Regions from separate parts of the Rattus norvegicus genome. Here region 2 is linked to region 1. The links are chromatin contacts, called in public Hi-C maps. All regions are on one chromosome and are shown on one strand. The core of a region is the stretch at or near the end of the contact, and the rest is flanking DNA. Distances in the headings are between cores, read along the strand shown.

Region 1 (4,629 bases), core at 1,461-3,960:
TCAAAGAACAGCTTGCAGGAGTCAGTTTTTTTCCTTCTATTATGTGAGTTCTGGGGAACCAATTCAGGTTATCATCGGGCTTGGCTGTTGGCACCTTCATCTTATGAACTATCTTTCCATCCCCCTTTTAAAGGTGTAGCCCATACTAACTTTGAATTTAGGCTCCTTCTACTTCTACTCACCACAACTGGCTTGATTATAGTATGTGTAGTTTCTCAAAGCTCACTCTCTTCTGTGAAAGAAAGAACAGTTTCATGTTGTCTGTATTTCCAGTACTTACTCCAGTCCTAGCATATGTCAAATGTTAAATAATTTTGGTATTCATACATATAGGATTCAATGGGAACAATTTTTCCCATAGCAGTAGAGATTATAAGCTAACTTATACTTATAATCTCTGCAAAATGGGCAATAAATTTTTTCATGATTTTTAGCATGACTAGAGTAGCAAAAGACTAAATACCACTAATCATATTCAGTAATTTACTTATTTGTTCACTGTATAGAACGATTCAATAAATATGAGCAAACAACTTCTAAGTGGCAGGCACCTAATACTAGATACATGATGAAAATATTTGACAATAATAATAAAATACTGGAAAATAAAGAATCATGAAGAGAACAAAACTAATTGTGAAAATAAAGAATAGTGGAGGTTTATGGTATGATTTCAGTGAATAGAAGTCTCCATTCAGAACTGTGAAATCCTCTTCATGAGTAGAAATGGAACCTTTCTCATTTGCCTTCTTATTTCTTGTGTCTTATGTATTGTTGAGCAAATGAAGGCAGAATACCACAGGGAATGCCAGAGGAAGAATTTAGTAGACTTAGAGGCTGGAGAAAGGTTATGTTTCTCATGTGTTACTAGGGAACATTCCTCAAACCCAGTCTGGCCAATAAACGTGAGCCCTCTTAGTCCATTATACATCTCTATGTCAATCCATACCATGTCCTATAAAGACAAGGGATGAATTTCCCAGTATGTCCTAAACCCTGCTGCCACAGCCAAAAATCATTTCAACTGAAGGCAAGACATCTTAGCGTCACGATGCACCCAGAGATGAACTTATCTTTCCTTTCTGATCCTTCCTTACCATATGCTAATCTCCAAGAGAAGCTGAAAGGACTGTGGGACTGTACAGCCTCCGTGAGGCACCCAGCTGGACATGGAAGATGCCACTCGGACAAGCAATACTCAAGTGGACTGAACAAGCTTGTACCAAGTCTTCTCTGCTACTTGAATTTCACACATCGCCTTTGAAAAAACAATCAAACAACCATGTAGGACTTAACTGCCACATGAAAGTAAAGTGGAATCTACTAGAAGCTTGCCTTTCAACTCCTGATTGTGGGGAAACATTTCCGCCCTATCTTTCCCCCCAAGAGATGCAGTTACTTTTTGGACTTGTAAACAATACCATTTTCCACCCACCAGAAACATCTATTTTTTTCTTAGAAACCTAGTGGCAATTCCCAGCCTCAGTTAAGGACTTGCCCCCCCCCCCCAGCCCGTTTTGGAACTTCAAATACTTTCTAAATTGTGTTAGCTGAAGCATTCATTGTATGTATATAATTAACTCACGGGTCCCTCAGGGCCCATCTGGCTAAACTCGCAGAGCTTAACTGAGCAAGACATTTGCTGATGTCTCTCCCTACAGTGACACCCATAGAAATGAACAGTACTTCATGAGGAAAGTTCTTCTCCAAATTGCTCATCTAGTGGTTTGAACTGCGCCACTGAATTATTTTATGTTTCATAACAGCATCGATATCATACTCTTTCAAATGTAGTATTTGCAATTTGGGGAAATGTGGACTGGAAAGTGAACCCTGCCTTTCCTCTGAGTTGAAGTGAGAAGACGGGGTACCCCCTTTTGTGCCCTTAAATTCCATCTGGATCATAGTGGTTCACCTTGGTCCCTGCCTCCTCTCTGCATTCAAGGACTTAGCATACTGAGGGCACACAGAAGGCGTCCGAACAACTGAGCATGAAGCTCCACCCGTCTGTTCAAAACAAAACACAAAGGGCTACAGAGAGTGTGCTTCTTCAGGCTGGGTATATTGACCCATAACTCAGCCCTGTACTGTGCAGACTGTCTCTGCCTGTAGACACTGATACGTTTCTGAACACCAGCTTCTCACAGATGTTAGCCTGCTTGGAAAGGAATCGACCATGATGGCAGTATCAAAGTTCTGGCCCCTGCTCTGCTTTCTACTCCAAGCTTGAAGGGCTAAGTTTTGAATAAGCTCCTCTTCTAGCTCTCTCCAGGCTTGGAGCTCCTGACCTCACCCTTGAACTTCAACAAGGGGCAGTCTACATCATATCCGGTTAACAAAAGGAACCTAGATGCGGACTTCTACCCAAAGGAACCTACTACTAAATACTGTCCTGAATGAAGTGCAGGCAGGCGTCAGGATCAAATGAGTGAGCTAAGAGCCTCTGAGCACAAGCCAGCCCCTACCCTTGGCTGTATGGCACCAGAGGGGAGATACTGGAACAGCTCATCCACGCCTTTTTCTTTTCAGTGAACCTGCACGCTCCCACTTGCTGTCCAGGTGTCCTTGGCTGCTGCTTGCACCCCTCTGCAGCAGAGAGCAGCCGCAGCCTCTGCCTGGACTCCCACTGCTACTGGGGAAGAGTCCTGGGGCTGCTGACGCGGTTGGGAGGAGCCTCGCTTTTAATGCACCAGCCGCCTCCAGCCTCCTGCAGCAGCAGCAGCACCAGCAGCAGCTGCGAGTGCGCCCCTGTGGGTGTGAGGGTGAGAGCGCTGGCGCCGGCCACAGCGCCCTGCCTAGCTCCCCGCCAGCTTCCCTAGCCCCCGTCTGCGGGAGCCGCCCTCCCGTGGGACCAGCACCCTCATCTCAGCAAGGCAAGCCTGAATCCTGCCCCTGCCATCTCGCCCCTGCAGTGTGGGTCCGGAAAGGCACCATTTTGTCGCGGCTGCCCGCTCTCCCAGGGGGAGGAGGGTTCTTATTTTTTGCATTTTGGAGCCGCTGCCTGCCAAGGGGAACCTGTTGGGCATCTCCCCAGCCCTACTCGGGAACGTCTCCGGGGTGGGCGGGCAGGACCAGACCCCTCGTGGAGGACACAGAGCTTCCTGGTACCCAGAGGCAGAGGAGGCAGGCGCAGCATCCTCGCTGGGAATTGGAGCTGAAGTGAGCGCACCGTGCGGGAGGAGCCACCGCATCCGCGGAGAACCGAGTGGAGGAGGTGACAGCTCCATTGCCGGGTTTTTATTTTCTTCTCTCTCCGCCTCCCCGTCTCCTCCTCAGGCTTGGACCATGGTGCAGTCCCACTGGCTCCCCTGCCCCCCTCTCCTGTGAGACTGGCTGCGGGGTGGGATCATGGATACTTGTCTGCCGGCTTCTGGTTCCCACGCAAGTAAGCCTGCTGTCAATGGAGGAGGACATTGATACCCGCAAAATCAACAACAGTTTCCTGCGCGACCACAGCTATGCAACCGAAGGTAATGCCAGCTCGGCCGCATTCCGCCGCTGGGGTCGGGTGCAAGTTGCGGATAGCTGTGCTTCACCAGTGGCCCGGCGCCTAGTGGCAGAGACTCCTCCAGGCTCTAGGGCTGGAGCACTGGGCGGAGGCTCAGGCTAGGCTCTCACCCAAGCCGCCAGAGGGGTTAGGGGTAAGGCACATCCATCCAGGCTCGGGCTCTCGGTCACTGGTGCCCCACGTTCAGCAGCAGGTGGACCAGGTGCTCCCGGGAGTTAAAATGGCCTTTAGGGATGAGGCTTTTCAGGGTGCGGCTCCCAGGCAGATGATCCCAACGAAGCAGATGACACCTTCTTGTCCCAAGACGCTTACAAGAATCTTGGACTGAGATGAGAAGGGAGGGGCCCAGTGAGACCTTGGTCCACCCCTCTCTGGGTACAGTGATGTGTGGCTCTCGGTGACTGCAGTAAGAATATAGCTTCATTTCTTGCCCATTCATTTCTCTGGCTCGCTGGTTTACCTGCTCAGACAATCAAAACCCCCTAACGGCCTTTTAGCAAAAGTGGGGGAGCCCTCTCCCCTTGAAAGTACGATAGCCAGAAAATTTTAAAAGGTAGCTGGGGAATCATGATTCGCGGCGAGAGAACGAGGCTGACACGTGGGGCGAGCAACTGGGATCTGGATCCATGGGGCCTTTAAAAATCACCATTATGAATTCTGCAGCAGTACTTTCTGCTGAATCAACAGCCAGCAGAAAGCAGGAGGGTTCAGCGAGCTGAGCTTTGCCAAGAGGTGAAATTGTGTTCGCTCACTCTCTCGCTTGCTGGCTCTCTCTCCTTTCAGCCAGCTCGCTCTGACATCAGCCTAAATGCTGGGCAGGCAGTCAGGGAAAGTCAGCAGGTGGACTGCTTCCTGCCCTTTGTGTATGAACTGAGTAAAAACGTTTTAGTTTTATTTGAATGACAAAACTTTTGCATTCGAGCTTTATTTTCTACCTGTAGATGTTGATTTTCGGCAAGGAAGTGTTGTATTGACCTATGGCCATGGCCATGTGAGAAAACGCGTGGGAAAGTGCTTGGGGAAAATGCAGCAAGGCATGTTAGCCCGTGTTTCTTCTTCTAGAATGCTAAAATTTCTGTAATATTTAATCACATCAGAAGAATGCCATGGATCAAGTAAAA
Region 2 (4,629 bases), core at 1,460-3,959, 62 kb before region 1:
AAGTGGTATTTGGCCATGAGACAGAGAGGAAACAGAGGACATTCCTAGCAATGTGGTAGCATCACAGAAGTGGGAATCCAGACTATGAGTTATGTGGGTCAGTCATATTCATTTGGTCATTCCAATAAGGGAGAGATGGATATTTAGATGCTAAAAGATGTTGGGGAAGGTGGGGATAGCCATTACATCTCTCACAGAGAGCCTGACCCAAACAAACCAGAGCAGCAAGAAGGATGTATTGCCTCAGTAGAGTCAAAGCCGGCTGCCCTCAGGCATTAGGGGATAAGGCTTTGGACCAAATCTTAGTTTGGCACTCTGTGCCTTCATCTGCTCCCACACCTTGGCTTCTGTCTGTTGGCTCTTCTCTCTGGCTACAGCCCAAGCCTGTCATCTCACACTCAGGGCTCTGAAGGATCAGCAACCAAGGGTCTTCCTTGTCCTCATTTCAGAAGCAGACATGGACTTCATTGACACTGATCGGTCAGACGTGAGTCCCTTTCCAGTCCTTGTCTGTGATCAGAGTTTGGAATGCACTGATCAGCTCAACCTAAAACACATGCCCTGTCTTTGAAAAGTCACAAAGCACGCAAAGAACAGACTTCTCCCAGATAGACATGTTGCCACAGGAAGAGGGTGAAACGAGGGACAGAAATCTAGGGAGTATCTACCAGAGTAGGAGTTCAGCTTCTGAAAGGCCCATATGTTGCCTGTAAACAAGGCTTCGGTATCATATGGAATATTATTCTTACATTCAAATGATGAGCTTTTATACAAGACCTTCTGGGGAGCTCTACTCATTCATACTGAAGTCCAAACTGAGGGGCAGGCTGCTGGATCTCCTTCAGTTGAATGTGAAATAGAATAAAGCACAGGATTAGGAATCTGGCTTTGAGATCCTAGAGAAAACCTCCTTCTGGAGGAGTATTTTCCCAAGCTATCCCAACAGACCCTGCACCTGCCCAAACCACTTTGTTTAGATGGCAACCGTCCTCTCTGATGGTGGTAGTGGCCTCCTCTGGCATGAATTGAGCATGCAGTAGTGATGCCATGTTTTATTTATATTCTTTCCTCAGGACCTCTGGTTAGCATCTTAATTTGCAATGCAAATCAGACCTAGGAAATGGTTGTATAGATGCCACACAACTCTGCATCTAGCCACATACAGTGACAAATCCTAATCTCTTGACCTAGAGGCTCTACTGTGATTTCAGATAATAAAAATACTCACCACTTGCAGTAGATACCTACGGTCATCAGATGCACCAAGACTAAGCAAACAGCCTTTGGGGTCTGAAAAGCAACACAACAGATTATACCAAGTCTCAAATAGGAAACTTTACCAGAATGTACGTTGGGTACTTAGATCCCAGAACTGGAAAGGAAGCTACAAATTGCCAAGGATTCAAGCATCACTCCCTGCCACATGCCAAGTAAAATTCTCCACAGATGCTTTTGAGGGAAAGAAAAGGGCATTTATATCTGACTTTAGTATAGCAAGCAGAAAGCTGAAATGTGCACTTGGGGGAGTTCTGCCACGCTAGCTACGGGCTAATTGTATGTTCTTTTATGGAAGACTGTGGCTTAAGTGGCTGCAGTTTAGAAAATGGAACACTGGAATAAAAAAAAAGCTTCTCAATGAATCACTTTATAGAGTCCCTGTGACTAATAGCAGGGTTGGCTCAAAAACTAAAAGGTGGGGGCTGGAGAGATGGCTCCACGGTTAAAAGCATGTGCTGCTCTTACAGAGTGCCTGGGTTCATTTCTGAGCACCCATGAGGTGGCTCACAACCACATAATTCTAGTTCCTTGTGATCTGATACCCTATTCTGTCCTCCCCTGTTACATGTCCACAAATGTTAAACATGAACTGATGGCAGGCACACACACACACACACACACACACACACACACACACACACACACACTCACACAGTTAAATAAAAACTAAAGAGATTTAAAAAAATAAACTCATAGCAAACCAGATGTGAGAAATTTCACTCACTCGGCCTTCTGGTCACCCTCATTCATTGCCCAGAGCCAATATTTGTCTAAGTTAAACATTACTGGTAGAAGCCCACATGACACGCCTTGCCTATCCCAGAGATCTCACGGGCAAGGGGTCACCTATGATAACAAAGCTGAGAGTGCCTGCCTTAGTGTTCTCTGCACCCTAAGAAAACAGGTCCTCTGACAGCCCATTCACCATTGTCTCTGCAGGTGCTGCAGCCTGGAAGCTCCATAAGCAGCAGCTGCAGCTCCCTGTAACCAAGAGCCTCTGGGTTGCGAGCAGAGCAAGGTGGTGAGCATGCTGCAGTTGGATAGCACCCAAAGAGCTATTGTAATGCAGACGGCAATTTCTGGCCCCGTTCTCCAGAGTTAGCTGCTTTCCAAAACAAAAATCTGTTTGGCAGAAAGAAATGTTTGTTTTAAAATGAAATCCATTTGGTTAATAATTATCCACCCAGTTTTAGGTTGCTTTCCTGAGGTCTGTAAATAATGTTGCCTGTCCCAGTGACTGACTAGAAGTGGATTTACCCTTGGAGGAATGAATCTACAAAATGTATTTGAGTCTTGACTTCCCTGTTTGGTAATAGTTGCACCTGACATTGTCTCTTTTTCTACCTGCATTACCCAATGGCCGACTGTGCAGAGAGCACTGAATCAGATGTTCTTTGGGGGTGGGAGGGAGTCACCTGGGGCACCACAGTGCTCTGTGTTGGCCTGACTGGAAAAGAGATTCCACAAGTATAGCCTACCTGCCTTAGAGGTCAGATTGTTTATTTGGGCAATTGGGTTTTCACAAATCCTAAACTGCCCACTGGCATGTTTGTCAAAGCTGCAAGCTGCACGGGCACACTGAGTGAAATCCCAGATGCCCATCCTACGCTGGTTCGCAGCAGCCCTACAGTGAAAGCTGAGCTGAAAACCCAGATCTGACATTTCTTCTCAGCATGTCACCAAGATACCTTTCTTTCAATATCTCCTTGCCTTTTGTTTAAAACAACAAAAATGTTCTTTTAATCTTGATAATTATCAAGAGATAGGAAGGCAGGGATGCTGGGTTGAAAAAAACCTTACTGATGAACAGTTTTCCCAGGTACTAACACCTTGAAACATGCAAGTCTCTAACTGAGTCCACAGAGCTCTCTTACTGATGTGGGTCTTCCTTTTGGGTCACTGGCCACAATTCTGTCTTCTCAGGATATATCAGGTTCCAAGCAAACCATATAAAAGCCCAACTAAATAAAATCTGGTACAGGTCAACCTTGAAAATAATGTAGAAAGGCTAAGAATGGCACTGTCATTTAATCTTGTAATTTCTCTGAACCTTTCAAATCATTTTGAGTTTCTCTAGGTTACATAATTTAATAATGAGACAAAAACAAGACTGAAATGTACGGTATTTTTTCTTCTCTTTCTCCCTCTCTCTGATCTACAGCTTGATAATTCCCTTTTCAAACCCTTCCCTTCAATTAATGAAATGGTTTCCCACCCCACTCCCATCCTGCCTCGAGACAGAATTGCCATGGTTACCTGGGTACCTGTTCTCAAAGAATATATGTAGTACAATTCAGCTATTTAAACGCCTCAGTGTGTTACACTTAGGAACGGTAATGAGACCATTATGAAACTCCTTGTAGTGAAAATACCATTGACGTTTCAGTTTGAGATTAAAACTTTAATTTGTATTCATTTGCTTATGTAAAGAGATAAGGAAGAGGAGGCTGCTCTCTGAAGTTAAATAGCAAATCACTGGCATAAACTCACATCCATCAAGACAAGGCATTGATTGGCACTGCCTCTCTTAGAACAGGGGTTGGTGTAGAATCACTCACTGACCCAGTGGACACCGTGTAAAGACTGGTGCTCCTCAGTCTTGAGTCTCTGGGAGGCCAGGGGGAAGATGCTTGGGAATACTGTCTTCATTTTATCTGAAGACATTGTGTGATGTGGAACATCTCATGTGTCCTTACAGAATTTCCCTGGGGAAAGGCTGTCCCAGTCTGTGCTTAGGCTGTTTACTATTTTTTTTAAAATCACATTGTGATTACTGCCTCTCCAAGGGGTTCTTAACTCAGAGTCCACTCTAAAAGGCTCTGAGATGGTCTGCGAATGAACTGGATGTCTTTGCTGCTTGCAAGATCCATGTTCATCAGTGCTGCCCTTGATGAGAATAGAGTCAGGGTTAACCGTACAAAGCCATTTACTTTCCCAAAATCCATAGTCTGTTTTCAGGAGAGAAAGGAAGTGGTTTTACCAAGAATGTATAGAAATTCAATTAACTCTGCACACTGAAGCTGAAAGGCTGCTCACCGTCAGATCAGCCTTGCCTTCCTGAACGCTCGTTCTGTGAAGTAATAGACAGCTCTCTATTAAAGAAACCTGATCTATTGAAAAGGTGAACAGGAATGTACTGAGTTTCTCCATTTATAGTCCCACTTAACCCAAATGTTTAGAATAAGTAGTAAAAGAATAAGTAGTAAAAGAAGGTCTGGATTTTAATTCTACACCCCACCCACAGTCTTCAAGGGTCAGGATTAAGGATGAATACATTCATCACACATACGACCTTGTGTCTACTCCTCAACACCAAGAAAATAGACTAAAAACTTATAAAAATAAAATTAT

The links. Hi-C and Micro-C count contacts between places; a contact is called where the count stands out from the background.
Region 2: a Hi-C map of liver shows a contact between it and region 1, with 4 times the contacts expected there. The contact joins the enhancer-like site here to the promoter of Ppp2r2b in region 1. A contact is called at or near these places in 4 of 12 Hi-C or Micro-C datasets (hepatocytes, kidney and liver).

What each region holds. Positions count from the first base shown.
Region 1 is chr18:35,163,097-35,167,725 of GRCr8, reverse strand. It overlaps Ppp2r2b (protein phosphatase 2, regulatory subunit B, beta), which reads left to right and starts at 2,710. Exons shown (of 9, transcript NM_001402382.1): 1 at 2,710-3,470. The coding sequence starts at 3,401.
Region 2 is chr18:35,225,426-35,230,054 of GRCr8, reverse strand. It overlaps a transcript of Ppp2r2b not described here. Among named protein-coding and RNA genes, the nearest start is that of Ppp2r2b, 63 kb to the right of the region's middle. Within about 2 kb of position 2,709, at least 14 of the 93 cell types and tissues checked have an H3K27ac peak or open chromatin away from gene starts, as enhancers often do. A contact at or near this core is called in hepatocytes and liver, where this site is marked.